2 separate regions of the Mus musculus genome follow, and region 1 is linked to region 2. Evidence: chromatin contacts called from public Hi-C data. All regions are on one chromosome and are shown on one strand. Each heading gives the region's core, a stretch centred on a gene start, on an enhancer-like site or on the middle of the called end of the contact. The rest is flanking DNA. Distances are from core to core; before and after follow the strand shown. Region 1 has its middle 31 kb from the start of Galnt3. Region 2 holds the start of Cobll1 (Cobl-like 1).

The links. Hi-C and Micro-C count contacts between places; a contact is called where the count stands out from the background.
Region 1: a contact with region 2 is called in a Hi-C map of bone marrow-derived macrophages, with 9 read pairs. The contact joins the enhancer-like site here to the promoter of Cobll1 in region 2. A contact is called at or near these places in 1 of 484 Hi-C or Micro-C datasets (bone marrow-derived macrophages), 2 of 115 datasets of contacts at active chromatin or transcription factors (embryonic stem cells and pancreatic cancer cells) and 1 of 9 other capture datasets (embryonic stem cells).

The regions. Positions count from the first base shown.
Region 1 is chr2:66,152,522-66,159,958 of GRCm38.p6, reverse strand. No RefSeq gene overlaps it. Among named protein-coding and RNA genes, the nearest start is that of Galnt3, 31 kb to the right of the region's middle. Within about 2 kb of position 1,553, at least 9 of the 459 cell types and tissues checked have an H3K27ac peak or open chromatin away from gene starts, as enhancers often do. A contact at or near this core is called in bone marrow-derived macrophages, where this site is marked.
Region 2 is chr2:65,233,295-65,240,312 of GRCm38.p6, reverse strand. It overlaps Cobll1 (Cobl-like 1), which reads left to right and starts at 1,522. Exons shown (of 14, transcript NM_177025.6): 1 at 1,522-1,950. The coding sequence starts at 1,874. It overlaps Gm13594 (a long non-coding RNA gene), which reads right to left and starts at 6,667. Exons shown (of 2, transcript XR_001783320.2): 1 at 2,231-6,667; 2 at 117-807.

The sequences.
Region 1 (7,437 bases), core at 304-2,803, 920 kb before region 2:
CTACTGTTGTGAATCATAATGTAAATATCTGACTGCAGGGTATCTGATATATGACCCCTGGGAAAAGGTCAGGTAACCTTCCAATGGGGTTGCAACACATAGCTTAAGCACCACTCAAAGGCCTCACTGTCATTGTCAGACCTTGTGTCTATAGAGAAGGCTGTCGCCAAGTCCTACCCAGCAGGCATCTTTCTTCAGATAATCTCTATTTATAAGTTTTTAAATGCCTAAAAGCAAATAACTTCTCTTTTGTCTTAGCTGTTGACAGAAGGACAGTCAAAAACAAATTTGTTCCATTTTGCCTGGGCAGATCCAGTAAAGAGGAGACCTGAGTCTAACAATCAACCCGATTGCTAGAACACAGTGCCTACACACACCACAAGACACAGTCTAAGTGGGAGACTTTAACATGAAAACATACAATATAATGAAGAATATACATATGCAGAACAATACAGTGGTGAGTATTACATACAAAGCCATATGTAATACACAATAAAGCACTTCTCTAGAAATAAAAATGTACTGGCTTCAGTCAATTTTATTCATCATTGTAATACCATCATTTGATTATTTATTCATCACTAACTGTGTGTCAGAAGTTTTGCTAAGCATTTTTTAATTACCTAATGTTATTCTCATGATGCTAAATTGTTAACTATACTCATTTTAGGAAGTCTTGTTTATTTTACAAATAATTTATTAACAACTGTTAATGAAATAGTAAAAATGTATAAATGTCTTCCTTGAAGGTATAAAACTGAGACAGATAAACATCTACCTATATTAAAAAAAATATCCAGGAGATGTTTTTTTTTAATTTTTTTTATTACATATTTTCCTCAATTACATTTCCAATGCTCTCCCAAAAGTCCCCCATACCCTCCCCCCCACTTCCCTACCCACCCATTCCCATTTTTTGGCCCTGGCGTTCCCCTGTACTGGGGCATATAAAGTTTGTGTGTCCAATGGGCCTCTCTTTCCAGTGATGGCCAACTAGGCCATCTTTTGATACATATGTAGCTAGAGTCAAGAGCTCTGGGGTACTGGTTAGTTCATAATGTTGTTGCACCTACAGGGTTGCAGATCTCTTTAGCTCCTTGGGTACTTTCTCTAGCTCCTCCATTGGGGGCCCTGTGATCCATCCAATAGCTGACTGTGAGGGAGATGTTTTAATTTGGAAAAGAAAGCAAAACAGCTGCTGTCTACGAGTCTGAATGCTAAGTTTTGGACTTCCTCAAGGAATGGTTTCTGTTCCTCGTTCCTCTTTTTATTTGCAGGGAACATGTTAACCTGCTTTTCATGCAGGAAACAAACCCTTTATTTATAATCATTTGTTCATTAAATTGTTGGAGTGGAGTTTCAGGGATTTTCTTCAAGCCTTTAAGATTGTGATTTATTTTAATCATAAACACTACAGTGATTTTTTAGAATGATGCACTTTAAAGCTTTCATACATTTACTTACTTACTTACTTACTGAGGCTGTGTGCATGTGCCAGGGTGCACGTGTGGAGGTCGGAGGACAGCTGGAGGAATGGCTTCTTCCCGTCCAGCAAGTGGGTTGCTGGGATTGGAGTCAGCTTGTCAAACTTGGCAGCAAATGCCACAACCTGCTAAGCTCTCCAGCTCTCCAGCCTGTAGTCGTGAGTGTGTTCAGCTAAAAGTAAACAGATGGCATAGGCCACAGTCTCATCAGGATCTAACAGTTTTCTTTCCACTACTCAAAGGAGTGTCTTAGCTTTAAATGTAAGGACAAGGCTATGGGCATTCATAATTGCCTAAAACTAAGTAAACCCAGCAAAAGCGAAGAAGTCTGTATCCAATTTTCATTAAGTGGATTGATCTAAGTAGATCACTGGCAGTTGGCTAACCCCCTATACTAATTTAATGAAGATGAGCAACACTCGTACCATGCTTTCTCAAACTCCCAGATTAGAAACCATGTTCTCTTACAGTTGCCACTTGACTCTGACAGTAACCTTTGAAGGCAGTACTTTATCCTGAGGAACAGCAGTCATGCATCAAGCACCTGCGTTTCTGTGTGCCAGACACAACAGGAAGCATTCTGCATATGCTAGCCTACTTAACTCTTAAAACTCTTATGGATTAGACATGTGTTAGCTTCAGTGGCAAGTTACAGACAATAAATATCAGTAAGCAATGAAAGAAACCAGAAACTGGTTTTCTATGTAAGCCTAGGTAGGTGGGCTAGAACTTTTGCTCTGACTACATTCTCATGAATGTAGCAGCCCAGGCCTCTTCTCTCTCTGGTGTCCCATTCCCACTGTATGGTTTATGGTGGCTGCCCCAGCTCTGCCTATTGCCTGAATTCTGGCCATCACAGAAAAGCCCAGAGGAAATGCACCCTCCCCTCTGCTCTAAGGCTACTATCAGAAGTGGCAGACACATTTCTATGATGTACTCTGCTGACCAGAAATCAAGTGTGCCACACACTGAGCTGCAGGAGAGTCCAGGAATGGGATTTCTGCTGGGAAGCTTCTGGGGTGTAGCTAGTTTAAGGGATTTTTTTTTAAAAAATGAAAATGAACTGGAAAGATATGTTTAGGTCTACACAAATAGCTCTATTTACAATGCTATGGTTCCTGTTCTATGAGTAGGAAGTTAATAAAGGTGTCTAAATGTCAGCCTTAAAAAACAACAATCATTTGTTTGATTAAAATTTATGGTCTCTACAATAATACATGTTTGGACTCTTAATCTACTTGCTAAGATACTTGCCACTTAAGTAACCATACATAAAACACTTTTAACCTAAAGAGAAAAGAACAAAGACTTGATTCTAGTCTAAGCGTTTGTACCTTGCATAACTATTCTACTTGACCCAGGAAAAAGCAGTACTCGATTCATTTATATTTCCAGTCAATGTGTAGTCGAAAGATCAGCATCCCTAGAATGCACTGTAATATTTCTAACCAATAGCATTAAAAAAAAAGTGACATTCTATAGAGAATAATAAGAACATCCTTAAGGACAGATGAGGTCATGACATCCCCTGTGCCCACCAAGGTATTAGGTATTAGGTATCTCACCTCTGCATTAGAAACATGTAAGATTGAATTAAATCAGACCTGGGAAAAGAATAACACTAGTCTAATGCTGCTTCAGAGAGCAAGGCAATGCAGCTTGCTGCTATATATTATGTGCTGAGTATTGTATGCTGTGGATGAAACAGAGAAGATACATGTATACCCCTATACTGTTTACTGAACACTTGAGATATGCTAGAAGTACAGGATACATTCAGGATCTGAAAGACAGTATGAAATGAATACTGTAAATGAACTTGTGAAATTTTGATTGAATTTTGAAACGATAACTTGGATATATTGAATTAAATAAAATATATCTCATTAACTGCATTGTTACCAGTTCTGATATCTTTTAAAATGTAGATATTTGAAAAGTATAAATTTGTATATGAGGATCAGTGACGAGCCACACAGGCAACAAAGGAAACAAAACCAAACCAAAGCAAAAGCAAGAACAAGAACAAAAACAAAGGGAGAGTGGTCGCTATCATAAGCAAAAAGAAAAAAAAAAGTTATTTCTAGTCTCTGGCATCTCCCACTGACTAAGGGAAGGAAGTTTCTTTCTAGGTATTTTCTAAAAAGTCGTTAAAACTCTCTGGACACCCACAGCACTGCCTTTTAAATGGCTCCACACCCAGCATGGCTCAGGAGAGTAATTTCCAATTACAGAGTTTCCTAAATCTTCTAGTACAGTGGAGCATTGTCTAGGGGGAAAAGACAAGCGTACTGTAGCTATTGTAAAGAATATGCTCCACTAGAAGTAAATCCATTGATCTAGAATCAACTGTAATGCATTTAGCTACAAATAACAGGAAAATAGATTTAAGCAATAAGCAACATTGTGTCACCAAGTCCAGCAGGAACTCAAGCTTCTGTGTGACTCTCTGCAGGCTTGTCAGGCTCCTCCTTCCCAGGCATCTCAGCCTTGCGTTCAGAATGTATTTAAATGCACAACGAATCAGTCGCTGCGTGTCGTTTTACCATTGTGTTTAATTGCCACCCTTCCATCATTAAAACTTCTCCAATATAATCACAGGAATTGTCTCACAAGCTTTTGCTGGCATCCATCTACATAGCCATTTAGTGATATTTATTATCTCTAATGTGGTGTCAAACACAACACGATCCTCAGTTCTTTCTCTTAGTGAGTGAGGTTTACCCTTTTTCTCATACTAGAGAAAACCGACAAAGGTACGGCAGTCACAACATCAAGTTTGTCTTCGATCGGCTTTAAAGTTTCCCGTTCTCAAAACCTGCCTTTAAGGTTTATGTCTCTGAGATTCAGCGAGTGAACGAATGAGAAAACAAGTCTGGCAGTGTTAGGCCTGCCTGACAGAAAGACTTCTGCACATGGCTTTTCTGTTTCTCAGTAATTAGGATCCCAGCATAACTACAGCTCAAGATATTTCTTATCAAATGTCCTCATCAAAAAGAGCTTTGATTCTCTGTGAAATTCTGTGTTCCTTCCGGTCCAGCAGACACATTAATGACGTTCTCTGGGGCAGGACCTCAGCAAGAAAACAGATGCCTGTTACTCAAATGGCACCATTTCTCAAAACACTTCTCAAAGCCCTTAGGGCTTGCTCATATACACTTGCATGAGAAGGCATACCTGCTCCTCTCCCCCAACACCTCTCTCTCTCTCTCTCTCTCTCTCTCTCTCTCTCTCTCTCACACACACACACACACACAAACACACACACAATTGGTCTCATTACACCTGCCTTACGATATTGCACATAACATAAGATAATGCATATAGTTATTCAAAATGAGGCAGATTACATTAAATAATAGACATAATGGTGATAAGGACAGGTGTAACACAGAATCAGTGTTGCTAAAGGCATTGAGACACAAGCACTTTGGTCAAAAGCAACCTATTGTCCCACCTGGCCTCTAATCTGTGAGCTTCCCAAATGTCTCCTGGGCACTCTTTTACTTAGTGATCTTTTTTCCCTAATTTGTCTCTGATTTCCCCATTATCAGCTCACAGTGATTCCTTGCTTTGAGTCCACAGATTTCCTTTAACTGTTTGTTCCCATCTGAGTGTCTCTCCTTAACCAACCATAATTTCCAGTAGAATTGGGTTCAGGAATGAGCCATCAAGAAACCCACCTTTCCCAAGTGGCTAAGACTCCTCCGCCCCTGCCACACACACACACACACACACACACACACCCCGTGAGTTCTTACCATGTAGAACTTCACAATTTCTTTAACATGACTGCTGTGTCACACGCACTTCATATTTAGCATACAGTGAGTGATCCGCCCATCCTTCCTACTCATATTCACACCCATATGTTCTGCTTTCATATTGGGTATGCCTGACAAAATCTCACTTGCTTATCAATGTTTATACATCTTTAGAGTTTGGCTTATCCCATGCTTTCTTCTCTAGTGGAATCAACTGTTCTGGAAAACAACAAACACATTATTACAGTTTATTTATTTTATCATTCATTACCAACAATTTGAAATGTGATCTCTTTGCGAAAGACACCTTAGTTTCTCAAATATTAGGGTTTCTAATTTAAAGAACAAAATAATCTGTTTCATTCTCAAAGACAATCTTCAAAAGTCATGTCAAAGGTCTTCTTGATTAACCAGTCCATTCCAGACACCAGCTTCCTCTACTGTAAATATAAGATATTATATCATGTACAGGTTCTAGTTCTGCTTGTTTTGCTGAGAACACAGAGTAAGCATCTCTCAGGACTATGGATGAATAGCAGGGGTGGAAGCCCACCCAGTAACCCTGAAGGACATACCTGAAACCTTGCCACACTCTGACTTCCAGTGCACATCTATGGAAAATAGTTGCCTTCTTGTTTAAGACCATACACCGCCCTGGTTTGTCCAGGATTTCTTGGTTTGGGATGTTCTACACCTGTGCAAGGCAGAATGCTTGCCACCCTATGTCTTATCCCTTAAGGCATCAGTTTTTCCTAATGTGCAGGGGCGTATAGACACAATCATCCAGTTTATTGTCGATGTGAAGTACATGATGTACATAGAGAGCTTATAGGTGATTTGACCTTGAAAGCCATTGTTACTGAGCTTCACCCAGTCTAGGTTTAAGTATTCGTATCTCTAAGTGAGCTCAAACTTACTTATCTTTTTGTTCTCTCACTTTTTTATGGGGACACAGTCATTTAAAAATGAAATTGATGCCTTTCAAAATCGCCGGTTTTGTTGTGTCAATAATTAATCAATGGATATTATTTGATACCACCTAGATTTTGTGGGTCCAAATTTAATAGAATAGATGTGTTTCACTAATTTTAAAGGGGTGGTCCCTGAGCCAAGACCTTTCCTGAAATGTAAATTCTTAGTCTCTAGCACAGATTACAGACTGAATCTGTACAGAATGAATCAAAAGCCAGTTCTCCAGGTAACTCTAACATGTGGGGAGGGCTAAGAGCCACAGCTCTCCTTGTGGCTTCTCTAGACCACAGTCCACAGCCAAGGTCTTTTTCACATAGAGGTGAACCAGTAAAACAGCAGCTATATTAATATGGAGACAATACAATTTTAAAGGCATCAATCATTTTTGCCAAATAAATTGTATACAATAGTTAGATTTTCCTCATCATCTTCCATTCCTTAAACACAGCACTTAACTATTGACATATTAAAGATTGGCCTGTGAATAGTGTTGATAGTAGTTTCAATAAATAATAAATATCTCCAAGCCGGGCAGTGGTGGCACACGCCTTTAATCTCAGAACTTGGGAGGCAGAGGCAGGTGGATTTCTGAGTTCGAGGCCAGCCTGGTCTACAGAGTGAGTTCCAGGACAGCCAGGGCTACACAGAGAAACCCTGTCTCGAAAAACCAAAAAAAAAAAAAAAAAAAAAAAAAAAAAAAAAATCTCCCATGTAGCTTACATGTACCTCATATTCACTGTAACCTTATGTGATTAAAACAGGTAAAAAAAATTTCCTGCCAGCCTACTACTATCTTAAGCTAAGAGTTTTGAAACATGTCAGATAAATGTAGAGTAGAACTGCCAATGAATATAGCTGAAATGGTCAGTTATGTGGTGAATGGCTGATAACATGGTTTACAGCTCTGTAAGTGTTCCCAGTTTGGATGCTTAGCTACTGTGTTACCCCTGTTTGAGATCACTAACTCCTCTGCTTCTTCTAGTTCCTCAAACCAATGGCTTCTGAGAGTGAGCACTAATTTCATGTCCAGCCATGGAAATAAAGCCAGGGAGAAAATGTAAACAGAGTCTGTTGACTTGAAATAAATATATCTTAGACACAAAGTCTCCGTCAAGATGTTCAAGTCCAAAATTATCCTTCCCAGTGTGAGAGTTATGCTATAGTTTAAACATGTAGGCCTTTAGACAATCATGGTGAATGTCATTAACGCTGAA
Region 2 (7,018 bases), core at 273-2,772:
CAACAGCTGTAAATCTGCTTATCCATTTACGGTCAGAAAGGATTCATGAACTTGTCAAACCAGTGTTATTATTTAAAGTCTAAAATCCAGATCCATTTCAAACAATTGCCTCGTTATTAGTCAAATTATTTAAAAGCAACTTTTAATGATAGAGTTCTAACACAGTCATCGCAGAAGTCACCACGATCTTCACCTCCATTTCATATTCAAAGATGTACTGAGACCATATTCACCACAAGGGAGAGGAAAGAGACAAAATCCAATTATGTGGAGTAGTAGTTAGTACTTTTGGTTCCAGAAATTATTGGTGGTGGTTGTAATGAATGAGCAACAAAGAACCTTTAATTAAGCACGGGTTATAAATACTAGTTTAATTTTAATGTGAACCAAAAATGTTAAGTCCTTTGTTATCCTACATCATGTTTTTATGCCTACAGATTTGCCACTTGAGGTATCCATTTATATATTTTTAATTTAGCATTATTTCCTGATGTTCGCTTTTGGACTCATCAATATGATTTACTTTAAAACAGTTGGCAAGGGTCTAAGGGTAAGGAGACAATATGCACCCGGTTGTCAGGTGGCACGTCTCCTCTGAGAAGAACTCTTGCAGGAACCGAAACTACAAACAAGCAAGCACTGTCTGAGATTCCTTTATTCCTGTGAAACTTCCAGGAGGCCACTAAATCTCTGCTGTTCTTTCTTAGCTTATAGACTGTCATCATGAGAACGTCCAGTCCTCAAATCCCAGCTGTTGGCTGTTTACATCAAGAGAGGCATGTCTGGGAAGACTGGACGAGCTTAAACCTGCCAGGGATTAAAAAGATCACAATGTCAGAGGTGCCTTTTAAGGGCTAGCAACCGTAGGGGTCAGTAAGGTTAAAAAGAAAATCCTGCACTTCGAAGGTCAGACTGCAGGTGGTCAATCAGCAGGACTCGGTCCATGAGCTCTCCTCACTTCCGCTACAGCTTGGGTCCTCCCTGGGGTTTTGCTGGCCAGGTAGCCTCCCTGTCCGCCCACTCTTCCTCTTGGGTTCGCGAGGCTTCCCAAAGCTACTCAGTGTCAGTGGGGACTAAAACGAGCAGCCTAGACGCTTCCTCTCCACCGGCCTCCCCCGCGGTACCTAAAAGCCGCGTGCTCCGCGGAGGGGTGCGGGGTGGGGTAGGAAATTCCTCCTCGCTCCACGTCCCCGCCCGCTCGCCCTACCCGTCCCCTCTCCGGCTGGCTGCTCTGCTCGCTCCGATGCTGACCTCGTCACCCTCACTTCTGCAGAGCGAGGTGGCCGAGGCGGCTGCGAGCTCGGGGCTCCCGGCAGGGCCATGGGGCAGGGTGAGTTGGGGCGCGGGCGCGGCGGCCGGGGGCCGGCCGCTTTCCGCCGCGCGCTCGCTCCGGGCGTCCGAGCTAGCCGTGCGGGGGAGGAGCGGAGCCTGGACGGGCCGGGTCCCCTAAAGCGGGCAGTGGCTTGGGAAGGCGGGGGCGCTGTGGTTCGCAGCTCCTCCGGAAAAGTTTGCACGGGATTCAGTTGGTGCGCAGCGGGCCGCTGGAGCCCAAGCACTGCGGGCGTGGCGACCGTCCCGCGCCCGGTCCGCTCCTCCTCCTCCTTCACAGCCCGGGCTGCCGCGCGCCGCCCCTTCGCCCGGGACTGGCTGCGGGCTGCGGCCGGGGCGGGGACCTGTAGCCGTCGTCGCGGCGCCCTCGGGCAGGGACCGACCGGCAGGTGGAAGCGCCCCGGGGAGGCGGGGCCGCCCCTGGCTGCCGTGGGTCGAGGCGGGCTCTTGGCCCGGCCGCTCCCGCCCTGACCCGCCGGCCTCTCCCACCCTAGCAGTGACGCGCCGCCTCCGAGCCCGAGCCCGCGCCGCGGCCAGCAGCGCGATGGACCGCAGCGTCCCGGATCCCCTACCCCGCAGCGCGCCCCGCACCCCCGCCATGCAGCCCGCGGGCTCCGCAGGGTAAGTAAGCCTCCCTCCCGGCCGCCGAGGCCTCGCGCGCTTCACCTGCCCGAGGCGAGCTCCCCGCGGGGCCGCCGGGCTCCCGGGCCGACCCACACGCGGGCGGGAGACTGCGTCCTCCCGGACGAGTCGGGGTGGGGGGTTCGGTACTTTGGGCAAGCTTTCCGATCGGGGTTACGGAAGGCCAGGCGAATGGCAGGCGTTGGGTGAGGAGTCCCGGAGCAAAAGTGGTAACAAAGGGCCCCTTGTTGGGGCTCTGTAGCGGCGGGGGGGACGACACCTGTAAGCGCGCTCCGGGAAAGGAAGGAAAAGTTTCCACAGCCAAGCGCTCCAGCCCAGGAGGATGGTTTCTGTCAAGGTGACTGCAAGGAAGGGGCTTCCTGAAAGTCCACGGAGGGCGCAGCAAGGTGTGCCAGCTGTCAGCCCGGCTTGACAGTTCCGGGAGCAGGCGGGGTGCTCGCCTCTGACTGGGGGTGTGTGTGTGTATGTGCTTCTGGCCAATTGGTGATGCCAAAGCCGAGTGCGAAGTCAGTCGCATTGGCAAACACCTATACTTTTTTTTTTTTTTTTTTACCGTCACGTGTTTGAGGAGCGATTGGAAGGGAAGGGGCTGTCACATGGTGAGTTAATATTAAATGAAGCATGCCTTCCTGCCAAATATGCTAAACATCACTCTGTTAAACGTTTGGGTAAACAGTGGTGGGAACAGGTAGTCCTGCAAGGGCCAAGGAGAACTTGAGAATAACCTTTGTCGTAGTAAATGGTCAAGCTACACAACCCTGTCCTAGGTGAGACCGCCTCACTGCTGTCATGTAGCCTCTTTGCCATAAAGCACCCCCAGTTTCTCTTTTTCTTTGTTAATCAGAACCTAGAAATGCCTTAAGCAGAGTATGAAAATTCCGGAAATTGGAACATTAAGGAACAGGCGACTTTGTAAGCAATGAATGAAAGTCGTTCTTTTTTTTTTTTTTCCCCTGGTTTAAGAGTGAAGAAGTCATTTTTCCCTGGAACATGACAGGCGTTTCCTTAGGAGCAAGTCACAGCATGTTTATTCATCAGAGGCCATGCGAGCATTGGCAGTTGTCTAGAGGAAACATGGAAGAGTCTCAAGGCAACATGACTAATCTAACAGATATTTAGTGTAATGCTTACATAGAGGAAACATGCAGTGTATGAATTCGTTCTTTTTTCCTCTAAATTTCGATCTCCTCCATGCAAATATCCCCTATTGCTGTAGAGCGCTACTTTTTTCTTGGGGGGGCGGCTTTCCACCGTTTAGATACTAATGTGTCTCCTTCCATATATTTTTACCGTATGGAGAGTAAGTGTGTCGGTAGGATGAGGTAAAGCAAGGCCTGGAGACAGAGCTGTGGATTAATGTAAGTTAATGTCATACAAGCTTTCACACAAAACTGAATTAGACTCTCAGAAAACAGCAGAGAATTCCCGTGTGTGTCTGTGTAATACACTTACACAACACGCAGTCTCAGATGCTCAGGAATCGGTTCTTCTAAACAAAATAGGTGAGGCCGGAGAGCTCGGTGATGAAATATAGAGCTTTCTAGTGACAAGCCTAGAATACCCCGGGTTTTATGCTTGAGAACTTGGGGGCTAAACAAATGAGTTCCTTGAAAGTATGCATATATTTAATTGCTTGATGACTTTATTTATTTATTTATTTATTTGGCAGCGACTCCTTTAGGCTAGGCTGGTCTGCAACTGCATTTATAGTTGAGGGTTACCTCTTGTTTCTGCCTCCCAAAATTGAGGTTACAGGAATACACCACTGCACCCTAAAGAGGAAAATATTTTAAAGAACCTTTGTGCTTACCTTTCAAACTTCAGGGAAGATATCTGGGAAAATGCTCCTGTAAATAAACTGCCATAATACCTAATAGTATTCTTTTAAGAAAAAAAAAAAGAGCTTCTAGTGGCTTGCCCTCTCCCACTTGTCTATTCCAAGTGCCTGTCATGTCTGATGAGTATTCAGGATTAGTGTTTGCTTTTTCTAAAAAAAAAAAAAAAAAAAAAAAATTGAGACCTTTAAAAAAGTTTAAATTGTGGGAAAATGAGAGTATTTAGGAGGTGCAGGGTGCAATCCTAATATGATATAATTGTTGGTTTTGAAGGTAGGTTCCTTACTATAGAACTAATTATATCATGACTCAATAGCCTAATAGCTGGTGAGGCCTACTTTAGTTCTTATCCGTGGATATTGTTGTTCAAAAGAAGTCCTCTGTTGTCTGTAATTTTCCAAGGTTTACTCTGTTGTAACAGGTTATTTGAAGGGCAAATCAATGCAGCTTCATATTTTACAAGGGTGGGGGTGGGGGTGGGGAGGAGGAAGCTCTTTGCTTGAGTTACTGAGCCAATTAGTAAAACCTGAGGTCTGGGGTGCCTGCTCACTGTGTTAATTGATTTGAATGCCTTCTGACTAAGGTAATAGTAATCTACGTTTTAACATATGGGTGCTGAATGGTTAACAGAGTTCTATAGTTTATATAGTTTAGATCTTGTGGAGATTCCTAAGTTTGAAACTTTGCCCCCCTCCCCTACATAACGGAATTGGTGGTGCGGTGCCTTTAAGAGGTGTGACAAGGTCATTAAGGGGGATTAACGGGAGTGGGTTGGTTATGGGTACAGAATACTGTTGTAAAGTGAGCCTGGCTTTCTCTGCTTGCCTTCTGCTCCATGTCTTATGGTCTCCTACTTTGCTACCTGTGCCTTTTGGTGCGGCTAGCAAGCCTTCACCTGGTGAACATACAGGGCTGCCCTGAGCTCAGGCTTTTAGTCTCTGTAGCTGGTGCTAAACAGGCCTCTTTTCTTCAAGGAATGCCTAATCACAGGTATTATTATATTGTAACATAAGATGTTAGGGGGAAGGGGAATAACATTATTGTAGGAAAAAAAAATACTCTGTGGCCTCTTGGTTACTGTTGCTTTGAAACATTCTAAAAATTGTAAGCTTGCATATGTAAGTAAAAATGTGATGGTTTAAGTTTTTCTTCAGTGTTTTCATAGACTTAACTCACATTTAACATAGTGTGGTGGTGAGACACCTGGGAGACATGGCCTCATCTGCATAGATGTTGTGGCTGCCTCATGGACTCCTGCTGAAAAGACCCCTGAAGTGAAGGGGTCTTGTTCCAGTCCTCACACCTCCTCAGGGGTTTACGGTGGCTTCTGGTTCACCTCCTCAATCCCTAATAAGGTGGTGACGTTATTAGCTCTCCTTTTCAGTATTGCCTATAAGCATCCATTGACCATTTGTTGGATGTCTTGTAGGCTTGGCTTTTGATTTTGAAAAAATGCTGCTGAGTTTAGACTTCAAAGCCATAGAATTCCAACAGCTCTGGTGTTTTTACTTTGAGATTCAATGTTTATGTTCGTTTTCCCCATGAGTTGGTTTGTTTTGAGATGAGTCCCACAAAATGGAGGCCAGCGTTGAACTTGGATATTCCCATCTCACCCTCTTGCAAATTGCTTTTATGTGTATTAGGGTTCCAGGCTAGATTAAAGTTTGCATGTTCACACACACACACACACACACATACACACACACACACACGATTTTAAAGTTGCAAAAAGCAATTGATTTGAACTGGGCTCTGTCACTTATTCCACTAGACCCAACCTAACACAGAACGTAATCATAGTAACTGAGCCTTGTAGCCTAGTAATGATTTAGCTGTAAACAACTAACTGGTTATGCCTTAACTAGCTCCCTACTGCTTAACTCAGCTGTGGACGATAGAGTTGTTTTCTCTGAGTGGCATGCAGTCATCATGGTGAGTGTTTTTAGAACCTGCTCTGAGTGTAGGAGCTGTCCAGGTCTCAAATCTCTGCTCAAATTAACTGTAGTATTTTGAATTCATTTAAGTAAGTTTTCTTCTGAACATTCATAGATATCACATAATATATATCCACATATATGTATGCTATCTGATATCTATCATCTATGTGTGTCTATTATATAGGTTTTCACATAGATGAAAGTTAGCTGGTTTAGTTTGTATTGTGACATATGAAAGCTGTAATTGTTTACTAGTTTCCTTGGTTGGAAATGCTAGGTTGGTGTGTCTTGGAAGAGAAGAAGAGCCCTGTTGAGACACAGGTTGAAGAGCTGAAAGGTTTTAGAGGTGAAGGTAGTAACCACATATGATTTTTACTTTCTGCTGTCGATATCCAGTGTTAGTTAAGAGTTTCTTGTTGTCAGTGATGACCCCAAAATATTACATAGAACATTCCAGAGAGGAACAGTTTGTTGAGTGTTGTCACATTCTTTCTTAGTAACATGGTATTGTGCCATCTTGATTTTTGTCCATTTTACCAAACATAAGAGATGCCTTTGTTTAGTATACCGTGCAGTGTCTACCCATACTTTGTCTCCTAGGCCGAAGTCACTTGGTAGCCTTCTTGGAAATCACATCAAGCAACTCAAAGCACAATAGTGTTTTAGGGTCAAGAAAGCATTATTTGTTTGGTATCTTATGCTTGTAATACCAGGGCTTGGGAAGTTGGGACAGAACAGTTGTCCTGTGTTCCAGCCATCTTCAGATACAGAGTGAGACCTGGTCTCAAATATAATAATAATAAAACCAGAAAAGAAAACCCTCATCATTTTACTTAATAATGATCTCATCCTTCCAATATTTGTGATTCTGAAAATTCAGATATGCCAAAAAAATTTAAGTACACAATGATTTAAAGGAGACACAATCACCTCATGTTACCTTTGTTACAGTGATATTCTATTTCCTAGGTATGGTTTCTAGCATCTCACTGTTCCTAGTTTATACATTAAGCTATCTGAGGTAGGTGTGTGTATAGGGAGCATAGTATGGATAGGGTGCAGAACCAGCTACGGTTTCAGGCATCCATGGGAGACTTGGGACATGATCCCCACAAAGAAGAGTGTGCTTATTCTCCTAGAGGAAAGTTATCCAAGCTTTGCGTGTTAGTCCTCTGTAGTGTTGCGGCATTAATCACTGAGAAAAAGCAACGTGCTTGCTGATCTCAGCCTGAGACTTTATCTTTGAAATCGTGCGCCTACGCCGGCAATCATTAC